Linked DNA regions of Danio rerio: region 1 is linked to region 2. Evidence: chromatin contacts called from public HiChIP or PLAC-seq data. All regions are on one chromosome and are shown on one strand. Each heading gives the region's core, a stretch centred on a gene start, on an enhancer-like site or on the middle of the called end of the contact. The rest is flanking DNA. Distances are from core to core; before and after follow the strand shown.

Region 1 (5,961 bases), core at 190-2,689, 130 kb after region 2:
ACCTTTACTGGTAGATGCTTTTGCAGGAGGGCGCATTGTTTGAATGAGACGAAGCAAATTGCCGATGAGTGAATCCTAAAAAAGACAGGTCATATGGGCTTAATTAGTCCCACAACTGCAACAAAGATTATGAAATATAATACAATAATATTATTTAATGATTAATTTATATCATTTACCGTGAAATCTGCTCCATTCTTAACCAGTGCTGACTTAAATCCATCAAAGGCTGTGTTTTTCTCAGCAAGACTGATTACAAACTCAGCTGGAATACATAAAAAGCAACGAACTGTTAACACAGATTTCTTTAGTGGTTTGTTAAATTTATCAAGTAAATTTAATTGCTGGTCCATTCTGCTGTGGTGACCCAGGATAAATCAGGGACTAACCTGAATTGAGGTAAGGTTGATTTTATATTAAGATATTTGAACGTTCTCCTTAATAATATAATTTCAGATTTTTTTTTTTTTGCAAATTCTAAATAGTGAAATCATATTAGCTGCCAATGACCATCAGACTACACCCATGTTCAGTCAAATAAATAGTGCTGTACTGATGTTGTTTTGAAGTCATACTGACATGGTACTTCAGACTGAATATTCAAAATACCATAGTAAACAATATCGGGAGCATGTCACAAGTTGTTACTGAAGGAATGTGTGAATATAAAACCAACTCTACTTCAATCTAAGCCGAAGGACATTCTGTGAGTGAGTGAATGTTTACTCCGAGTTAAAGAGATGGTTTACCCAAACAAATTAAATTTACTTGCCCTCCAGTGGTTCTAAACCTTTAAGAGTTTCTTCTGTTGAGCACAAAAGAAGATGTTTCGAAGAAAGCTATAAACCCGAAACAGTCCATTTTAGATTTTAGGAGAAACAAATATTGTGAAAGTCAATGGTTACAGTTGTCCAGCTTTCTTCAAAATATCATGTGTGTGCGTGCGTGTGTTCAACAGTACAAACTCACGAACATTTGACACAAGTAAAGAGTAAGAAAATGATGACAGGATTTTTGTTTTTGGCTGAATTATCTCTTCAAGACCTTACAGAACTCCAAAAGCAACACTGTTGTATTTTAAAATAAACAATCTGCAAAGTAGCTCTGAAAATAATAAACAAGCCCACATCACTGCCCATAACACGCTTCAAGTTATAATATAATACAGAATTAGACTGTAAAGTAACAACGTGTAACGACGTACAATCCTTGACTGTACTTGTGGAATGAGGCTAACCAGCTAACGTTAGTTACCAACGTGACACGGTCACGGTAGATTCATAAACTTACCAAGGTCCTTATCATTTATTCCCAAATGGTTGTCAAGTTCAGTACAAACTTTAGACACCAGAGACAAATATTCGAGCTTTTTGAGCTCGTCTTCTCCGATCTCTGCCATCTTCAGCAATGTTGTTGTTTTTCACCGGAAGAAAATGGCACTGCTATCGCTTGTCCGGTAACTTCTTATTCCGGGTTACATTACAATCGCCCTCTAACGGTCAAAGGAAATATTGCTAAATGATTTGTGTGTACATCTTTCATAATAAAATTATTTGTTGAAAAATACGGTAACACGCCAGGATTTGTTTATGATCACGAATTAACTACGTTAGGTAACATGCACAAGCACTGAACAACACACACACACACACACACACACACACACACACACACACACACAAATTAACCAGGGATTTGCAGCACTAACCTACTAACCATAGTTTGGCATCTTCGCTAAAACAGTTGTACTTTTAATCTTTCTAAGAGAGTTAGTTTATGATCCAATTAATGTTAACAAAGGAACCGTTAATTTTCCTTCGGCTTAATCCCTTCATCAGGGGTCACTACAGTGGAATGAACCCCCAACTTATCCAGCACGTGTTTTACACAATGGATGCCCTTCCAGCTGCAACCCAGTACAGGGAAAGATACACATTCATTTAGACACATATACTACGGTCAATTTAGTTTATTCAAATCTTTTTATTGTTTACAGGCATATTTGGATTGTGGGGGAAACCAGAGCACCCAGAGTAAATTGATCTAAAAGCCAATAAGCCATACATATTTTAACCACTTAAGAGTAAATAGTGAGAAATTTGAGGGGGAAAAAGGGTTACACACAAATCCTTTTGTTTTCCCAACCGTTAACCTAATTGTTTCAATTTAAGTGAATTGAACATAATACTATTAAGTTGTCCAAAAAAATCTCACAAAGTGTGTTGTTGCAGCTTATTTTAAATACAGCAGTAGTTTGAGCCAATTTTTTAAAGTACAGTCTAGGAGGAATTTGTTGCAGGAAAAAAAAAGTTTTACCGAAAATACAGTACACAATAGATATAGATATAAGTTAATCAAATAAGATGGTTTTAATTAAATTTCAGTTTGTTCAATTAAATTGCCCTAAATGTAATATATAAAAAATAAAAAGGATGTGTTTATTTCAGATTAGCCACCACTTTCTCTTCAAGAAGTAGCCTATTATGTGATTTGGGTTAAACAAACATATACATTTGTAAACTAAATAATAGCAATTCATAACAATAAAAAAGAAACAAGAGAGTACGCAAACGTGACAAAAACCAGTAAACTTTGATCTATTGGTTTAATGGTGGATTTAAAACAGATCTAGCGCGACATCTAGTGTTGTAAGTGTGAACTTCAGGTCATCCAATAACAGCTCCTGCGTGAATCCGCACCACGCGCAGGTCTGTGCGGATCTATGATGCTGATGAGACTGAGCTCCGCATGGTCAACATCACCGACCACCATCAAGCACATCTCACAGGCCAAGCTCTTCACCAGATCCCTGCGAAAAGACAACCATCATACTTTAACCAAGAACCGGTGCGCTCGACTACCACACGACTACTGGTTTGGCCAAAAGTCAGTACCTGTCAGTACCAGATTGTCCTGGGACAGCTTCAGGTAGGCGCTGACCTCTGACACCGTCGTGCGGTAGGCCAGTTGATTAATGTGTGAGCCCGTGTTTCCACAGCCGGTTATAAAACACTACAGGCTTCGTTAGCACTGCAGCTAACAGATCATGACTGAATGATTCAAACCCTAGTAAGCTGATGACGTCCACATATGCTTTCCATTGTACACATTTACGTTAATTAGGCTACATATTAAAAGATGAATGTCCTGATTAGCTTACAAAATTTTAGACAGTCCTTGTTTACACCCTGAACGTATGTTACTGTGAGCTTTTAACTGTTCCTCAAGTTTGTTTACAAATTAAAAACTGACATGCTTTTGCCTGAACTGCTTTGCTGGCTAGTTTAAGCAAGTCTTAGCCGGACAGACATTTGGAAAGTTTACCAGACTGAATTAAAACCAGGCTTGAACACCATTAAAAAGGTGGTTTAAGTTTGTTTTGTTTCAGCAAATATGCTTTAATTTGTATGCTTAAAAATAAACAGTGTAGATTTCATATGTATTTAGTTATGTATTTTATTTGTTTATTCATTTAATGATTTATTTATTTATGAATTTATTTATTTATTTATTTATAGTAATTCACTGGTTCCGTTTAAATTAAAGTTATCTGTAGTAGGGCTGGACAATATATCGTTTTAGCATCGATATTGCATGTGCATCCGCAATAGTCACATCGCAGAGATCTGCAATGTCGAGTCTGAATTATAGTTAACAAATTGTAGTTATTTACTGTATTTATACATAATTTATATGATTTATGCAACAACAAAAAAACCTTACTCAGAATTTTTGTCTTGTTTTGAGTTCAAATATCTACATTTTAAAGCAAAAACAAGATTATTTCACTTACCCCACTGGCAGATAATTTAGCTTGCTTAAAAAAACAAAAACAAAATAAACTCTTAATTTGGACTTATTTCTTCTGATGGTTAAAACCAAACAATATTTTGACTTGCTCTAAGAATATATTTGATATTTGGACTTAAATTAAAAAAAAAACATAAGAAAAGTATATTTTTTATTGTAATTAATCAATTTCTGTATCTGCATAGTGTTAGACTCCCCATTAAACTGTCAAATAGTGCTATTCAAACCATGTTGTGAAACTGTATTCACATTGCAATATTTATTACAGAAAAATAAATTATTGCACAATATCATATTTTTCCAATATCATGCAGCCCTAATCTATAGGAGCTTAGTGACACAGTCATAAAGCTTCATTAATGATTTGATTTACCAAAGCCATATTCTCTGATTGTTTTCAGGTTTTCTGGAGTGTTTTTCTTTAGCATGGCATCAGGAAGTGACAGTCCGGACAGACTAAAGACCCCAAAGTATACCAACCGCCTGAGTCAAGAAAAGTCCTCCTATCTTTTACAACATGCACACAACCCTGTGGACTGGTGAGGGTCTCTGAAATATTACATTGCACTGTATGATACAATGTCAATACCAACTCTTTGAAATTAAATGTATCGCTTCGGTGTCCTGGCCGAAGTCCCTCAATCGGTCCTTAAGATCATGGCCTCCCAATCATCCCCATCCTCTGAATTGGCTGTATCACTGTCTCTGCAATCTCCGAATAGCTGGTGTGTGGTGAGCGTACTGGCGTTGTTGTCCTGTGACTGCCTTTGCATCATCCAAGTGGATGCTGCACACTGGTGGTGGTGTGGAGAGACCCCCCTCATGACTGTGAAGCGCTTTGGGCGTATGGCCATTTACAATAAATGCGCTATATAAATACACATTACATTACATTCTGCTGCTTCTCTTTGACACCCTTCTGAAACACCACAACACCCCAATAAGGTGGCATGAGTTTTGAACTCTCAGACCTAACCGATAATATACTTAACACAAAACCGAGGCCTTGTTTGTCATTTGCCACGTAACTTTTACATCAACCACACAAGCCTTGAATAGAGGTTTCATATACCATGCTTTTTATTCTCAAATCTCAATGCCTCAGTTCAAATGCCACATCACTAGTGTAAAATGATCTTTAGATGAGCTTAAAATTACTCAGCTAATCATATTACTTTCATGTAATGACTTTAAATGTGCAGTTGGTGATTGTCTTCAGAAACATTTTAGTTGTGCTGGTGGAAAATCTCTTCACAGCCCAATATTAATGATTAAAATGAATGATCTAAATGTGTTTATATGTGTTATTATATTCTGGGTAAGGCATACAACTAAAAAAAATACATCTAATTAATTATTATCGGGCCAACATCTCCCATAATTTCGATAAGTAGCTCAAACTGTCTGTCAACAAATGCAGATTTGGGCCTTTGCTCATCTCTGTTCACGCATATCCGCCATTAGCGTGTGTACACGAGACAGTCACAGTCGCGTTTCAAATCAAATGCTGAATTGAAACATTTTAAACTCCTGAATCAATATTGGAGTTACTTTTGCATGCTGGAGGAAGGACAACACCATGGCTAAAGTATTTTTGTTAGACAGGTAATGTTCTGTTTTCAAACCATTTTAGCTTCACGCAGAGCTGATGCAGATGTTTTTGTTACAAATGTGTTACATGCACAGACGTGTTGTTCAGCCACTGAAATCTCCTGGTGAAAGATTGATGTGACTATTTTCAGTTTCATAAGGTCCTTTTTTAGCATCGATAATGCAGATTTTTATTTAGTTTCAAAACGAAACATCAGTAAATAGCACTATTCCACCTTGCCTGCATTACTGAGCTGAAGTTGCTTTTTTATTGGGTTATTTCTGAACAATGACAGCCTGTGATGTGCTCCTAATATTGTTGACCATGCTACTCTAAATATTCTCTTTGAAATAGCATGTATGTGTGGATTAGTAATAAGTGAAATTCCTGCAAGCCGCCGGGCCAACCACTACATAGGTTTCTTTTATTGGGTATTATTGGGTTGTCTGCTGTCGTGTCGCAGTTGGCGCATTTGCAATTTCAGGAGGCGGGGCTTTGAAACACAGTCCCTCCCCTGGCATCCAATGCTAATATGCTAACCGATTAGCATTTTGGCAGAT
Region 2 (5,864 bases), core at 3,119-5,618:
GAAGTGTACAGCAGCAGGGTCTGAATCTCCTCTGTTCTCCCACAGCTCCGTGACCCGAGTCTGGCCTGAGCCGGCGCTCTGTTACAGGACTCTCTTTCATCCTTCTTATTCTCTGTGGTGTCATGAAGATGGATCAAATGAAAACACAAAAACACCCTCTTTGCCCCCCAACCTGCCCCGAGCGACTGACGGCAACAGGTTTAACCTGGGAGCAATGACTACTTCAAGATCCAAAATGTGCATTTACTGACACACACAGAGAAAAAAAACACACACAACTCTGACACAGATGGTCCTGTCTAAACGCAAATGCTGCCTAACCTCGGCCCCCTGTGGTCACGCTAGGGCCCAGATTGCCAGTAAAGAAGTGGATGCTTCATGGCTCAGCTATTTGCTTGGTAAAGGGAAAGGATTGCAGTCTTACCTCAGAGCCTTTAAACATTACGCAGCTTTAGTCGAGGTGAAGGCTGTGCTGTTGGAGAAAGTCAGGATCACACGGAGGACAAAGTGAAGCGACTATTAAAATAACCGCAGACCGCAGTTCTTATAAATGCAACTGAACATGTTTGCTTTCCATCACTTGTTATACAGGCAGAAAGAAATAGAGAGAGATTCCAACCTCAACCACTTTGACATGGCAAGTGAATTCTGCTCAACAGAGAACTTGCCAGAGCAAACACATGGCTAAAATGCAGGAGAAATGACTTCATGTTTGGAACACCAATATAATATAATTACAGACTGCATGATTGCTAACAATACGGAACATGGATAGGAGGAATATCTTCGTCAGTGTGTATTTAGAAGAAACCAACATGCACACACAAAGACACATATTTCTGATAATAATATTTTCCCATTCGAATCTCAAATTATGATTAATTGATTTATTCAATAAATTGATTTATTAAGTGATAGTGTTGCAAAATTTGTATTAATATAATATAATATAATATAATATAATATAATATAATATAATATAATATAATATAATATAATATAATATAATATAATATAATATAATATAATATAATATAATATAATATAATATAATATAATATATAATTCCCAGTACTGAGAAACAACCATACACACTGACATTCACACACATACACTACGGCCAATTTAGTTTATTCAATTCACCTATAGCACATGTCTTTGGACTGTGAGGGAAACTGGAACATGTTCACCTCACAGCAAGATGGTCACTGGTTCGAGCATCAGCTGGGTCAATAGGCATTTCTGTTTGGAGTTTTCATGTTCTCATGTTCATCCAGTCCAAAGACATGCAGTATAGGGGAATTGAGTGGGCTAAATTGTCCGTTGTGTATGGGTGTGTATGGATGTTTCCCAGTGATGGGTTGCAGCTGGAAAGGCTCCTGCTGCGTACACCATATGCAGGATAGGTTGGCGGTTCATTCCACTGTGCGACCCCAGGTTGATAGGGGGACTAAGCCGAAAAGAAAATGAATATAATATAATATAATATAATATAATATAATATAATATAATATAATATAATATAATATAATATAATATAATATAATTTATACAACAGTTCTTTCCGGTTCTCGAATCTGATTGGCTAAGAGCCAGGATCTATTTAAGTAATATCAGCACCCGTACAGCCTCTTTAGCCTTTGTTTATTACTCTGCCCACATACAGCCAGAAACAAGCAGACACTTCAGATCTAAAGTGGCGTTAGAATCTTTAAAAGATGATTGCTAAGCTGTTTAACTGTCAGCTTATGATTTGAATCCGGAAGAAAGAAGTTCCTCATACAAAAGGGTTTTTGAGACTCCCTGTGTTTGATTTTGTTTTTATATATACAATTATGCCGTCAAACTGTTGTATAAATGCAATATCACACTCGTAGCAGTCATGTGGTGACATGTGCAGCGGGTGAATTGGGTAGGCTAAATTGTCCGTAGTGTATGAGTGTGAATGAGTGAGTGAGTGTGGATGTTACCCAGAGAAGGGTTGTGGCTGGAAGGGCATCCCAGCGTAAAAACATGCTGGAAAAGTTGGCGGTTCATTCTGCTGTGGCAGAACCCCGGATTAATAAAGGGACTAAGCCAAAAAATATATATATAATATAATATAATATAATATAATATAATATAATATAATATAATATAATATAATATAATATAATATAATCATAGATTTATTTTGCAAAATGTTTTTGAAAGAAATCTATTATAGTGTTACCAATCATTTCAATTTCAAGTAATGTTGTTCTTTTCAACTTTCTATTTTTCAAAACAATTTAAATAACTATAACTTTTCCTAGAAATTGTAATATAAAACAGTAATATTTGTTTTGAAAGAAATTGAGCATTAATTGAACAATGTATTATTAAAAAAAAAAACTGTGTCATTGCAATAACAATATTTTTGGAAATTGGTTCATAACATGAGTTAAAACCCAACAGTCAACTTTATAAAATGAAATGAGTGTAGTTAACTCAAAATTTACTGAAAGTTAATACTACTCATTTGAAAAGAGTTTTGAGCTGTGTTGAAGGCAATGAGTTCATTAAGTGGTTTAGTATGTGTTGATTGAGCATTAATAATATACAACAGTTGTTTTGTGTTTCTCTTAAGTGATTGTGCTTGTTAACAGCAGGCGTACATCATTAATGCTCAATCAACACTTTTAATTATATCATTACTTCAATTTGAGTAAGTTCATAGTACTCATATATATTAGATTTTAAACTCAAATGGTTTGTAGCAATCGGTTTCCTCAAACGGTTTGAGTTGCCTTAACTTATTGGGTTTTACAGAATGTAATTGGTTTGAGTTCTCTTCATTTATTGGCTTTTACAGTGCTCATATTGCTTTGTTTACTCAAGTGAATTAACTTCAAGGTACTCATTAGGATTAGTTTTTTTTAACTTAAATGGTTTGTTGCAATCGATTTCCTCAAACGGTTTGAGTTCCTCTAACTTACTGGGTTTTACAGTGCAGCAGTGTTTGTTTTTGAAATGAGCTAAACAATGCTGTTTTGAACTTTGTTCATCAAATAATTCTAAAGATTCTAAAATTAGTCAATTATAGTCAATCAATTACAGAAAAAAATATAAAAGTGCTATTTTAAATTGTAATATCTCACAATTGTACTGATTTCACTGTATTTTCAAGCAAGTTTCCGGGGAGAGAATAAAACAACTCATAGATTTATATTAAGAAAATACAAATAAATACAAGTTAATAAATTAAAAATATAAATGACTAACCCCAAACTGTACATTTATTCAAACTACATTTTATAAAACATATAATAAATCTGTACACAACACACTGCTACACTGTAAAACCCAACAGTCAACTTCATCAAATGAAATGAGTATAGTCAATTTACTGAGTCAATTGTACTTATTTGAAAAGAGTTTTGAACTCAGTGTTGAAGGTAATGAGTTAATTAAATACCTCATTACTTCAACTTTAATGGAGCAAGTTCACAGTACTCATATAGATTAGTTTATTAACTCAAATGGTTTGTTGCAATCGGTTTCCTCAAATGGTTTGAGTTTGGCATTGGCAAATGGTTTGACTTAATTGGTTGGGTTTTACAGTGCTCGGTTTGTTTGAGTTCTCTTCATTTATTGGGTTTTACTGTGCTCAAATTGCTTAATTTACTCAAATTAGTATTAGTTTTTGAACTTAGGGTTTGTTGCAATCAGTTTCCTCAAATAATTTGAGTTACCTTTTCTTTTTGGGTTTTACAGTGTATGTGCAACACTGTAATTGTTGGTATACATTTGTTTGTAAAATAAGACATATTTCTTATGAATTATTTAATCAATTAAGATGCTAATGAGTATTTAAACTAATCTGGTGTCAAAACAAATTAGAGCATGTTTGTGTGTTTGTTCCCCTATAGAGCTTGTGTGCGCAAGAGGTGTGGAAGAAATCACTACTTAAATCAGGCCTTTCTAACAAGTGTGAGAGAAACTCCACTCCACACATCCATAACACAAACCGCAGAGCACCAGCGTAAAAGAAAGGCACAACTAAAAACGAGCAAATTCCCCCCCAAAAAAAAATAAATAAAACCATTGAAAAAAAAGTGAAAATAAGTGTTCTGGGGATATAGATGCAGAAAAAGAGAATCCGGTCAACTTTCCTGTGTGGGTGTTCATTTGATATTTTACAGACAATGTTCCTTTAAAAAGCCAGCACCTGGAAATCCCATTAGATGTGCATATAAAATCCCCCATGATTAATAGTATATGAGGCAGGGCTGGGTTTTGGGGGGCACCAACATGTGGAACCCAGGACTCCTCCTCTGCAAGCTCACGTTACACTCCATAAACTTGCTACTCTTTCCCACCTAAGCGTTTAAAAAGGAGGAGGGATCGCTTGTCAGGAATGTCTCCGAGCTGTGAAAAGAGTGTGTAGAGCTGCGAGTGGATGTAGTGGGTCAGCCTGCACACCAAATGAGAGACTGAGAGCTGATGTGTTATGCCAAGGAAAGGCCGCATCAGGAAGGTCTTTGATTTCCTAGTTGTTCTGCAAAGGAGGCACATGCTGAAGTGGATATTTCCCAACAAGCTGCATCCTTAAGGACTCCACTAATTCTTCAGTATGGAACAGTCAGCCAGCAGTTGCATGCGGAGCCCTCATACGGGTGGCGCTTTATGGGGATGCGTCAGGAGTCCTCATTCAGGTGGCTCCGGAGCCGGGATTCAGCCTTACCAGCAGGCCCCGTTTGCTCTGCACCAGAAGCATGACTTCCTGGCCTACACAGACTTCTCCAGCTCCTGCCTGGTGCCAGCGCCACATGCGTACCCTCGGGAGGACAGACTCTATCCGGAGACGCACAGCGGGTACCAGAGGACAGAGTGGCAGTTCTCTCCATGCGAGCCCAGAGGCAGAGGGCAAGAGCCGTGCCAGGGGGCGGCTGAGGCAGTGGGAGCTGAAATGGACAGTGCAGGGGGAGACAGGCTGGCTGGAGCAGTCACTGGGTGTCTCGAGGGAGACTATTCACCTCAAAGTGTGCCTGCAGTCGACACTGAAAAAAAAAGCTCCAAGCGGAAAAGAGAAGTCACAGGTGAGTCACTGTAGGCAAGAACAAATGAGATATGATGACTGGAGGTATTCAGTCATAGTCATGTGGTTGTTTTTTTTTTTTTTTGAGAAATGTGCAAGTTACTTGATATCAAAAATAACATTAGTTGGTTTGAGTAGATCTGGTTGAGAACATCCTTGCTGAGGTTATAGTGAGAATGGTCAATGTTTATTCAAAAAGATTGATGTCATTTCAAACCTGAATGATATTTTTTTTTTTTGCAGAGCACTCAATTCTATCAGTCATTAATATTTCTCTATATATTTAAAGTCAATGGGGTCCTAGTGATTTTAATTTTAAGTATGTGTGTTTCACAATAATAATAATAATAATAATAATAATAATAATAATAATAATAATAATAATAATAATAATAAAATCAAATAATAATAATAGTTTTAAGGGCATCCACTGTGTAAAACATGTGCTGGGTAAGTTGGTGATTCATTTCGCTGTGTTGACCCCTAATTAATAAAGGGACTAAGCTGAAAAGAAAATGAATTAATGAATTAATAATAATGATAATAATAATAATACTAATAATGGTATATATAATAATAATAATAATAATAATAAAGCTTTTGAATGATATGAGGGTAAGTGATGATAGAACTGAATAGGATTAAGTGTCTTTAAATAAGTAATAGACTTTTATTACAGGTATTCTATTTAAAACTCCTCACAGCAAGCGTGCACTAGAAGGATGACCCTTAACATATTGTTTTCTGCATATTATTCTGCTGTTGCTTCCTTCCATTGTTGGAGGCTCTTAGGTAAAGTTCCACT

The links. HiChIP or PLAC-seq counts read pairs in DNA pulled down with a chosen protein or histone mark.
Region 1: an H3K4me3 HiChIP or PLAC-seq map of gastrula embryo shows a contact between it and region 2, with 6 times the contacts expected there. The contact joins the promoter of dhx8 here to the promoter of meox1 in region 2. A contact is called at or near these places in 3 of 18 Hi-C or Micro-C datasets (caudal fin, embryo and hematopoietic stem cells) and 2 of 4 datasets of contacts at active chromatin or transcription factors (embryo and gastrula embryo).

The regions. Positions count from the first base shown.
Region 1 is chr12:29,437,723-29,443,683 of GRCz12tu, forward strand. It overlaps dhx8 (DEAH (Asp-Glu-Ala-His) box polypeptide 8), which reads right to left and starts at 1,440. Exons shown (of 23, transcript XM_021480343.3): 1 at 1,291-1,440; 2 at 180-265; 3 at 3-75. The coding sequence starts at 1,399. It overlaps spata20 (spermatogenesis associated 20), which reads left to right and starts at 2,669. Exons shown (of 16, transcript XM_073918539.1): 1 at 2,669-2,928; 2 at 4,212-4,349. The coding sequence starts at 2,723.
Region 2 is chr12:29,300,472-29,306,335 of GRCz12tu, forward strand. meox1 (mesenchyme homeobox 1) reads left to right here and starts at 4,369. Exons shown (of 3, transcript NM_001002450.2): 1 at 4,369-5,060. The coding sequence starts at 4,595.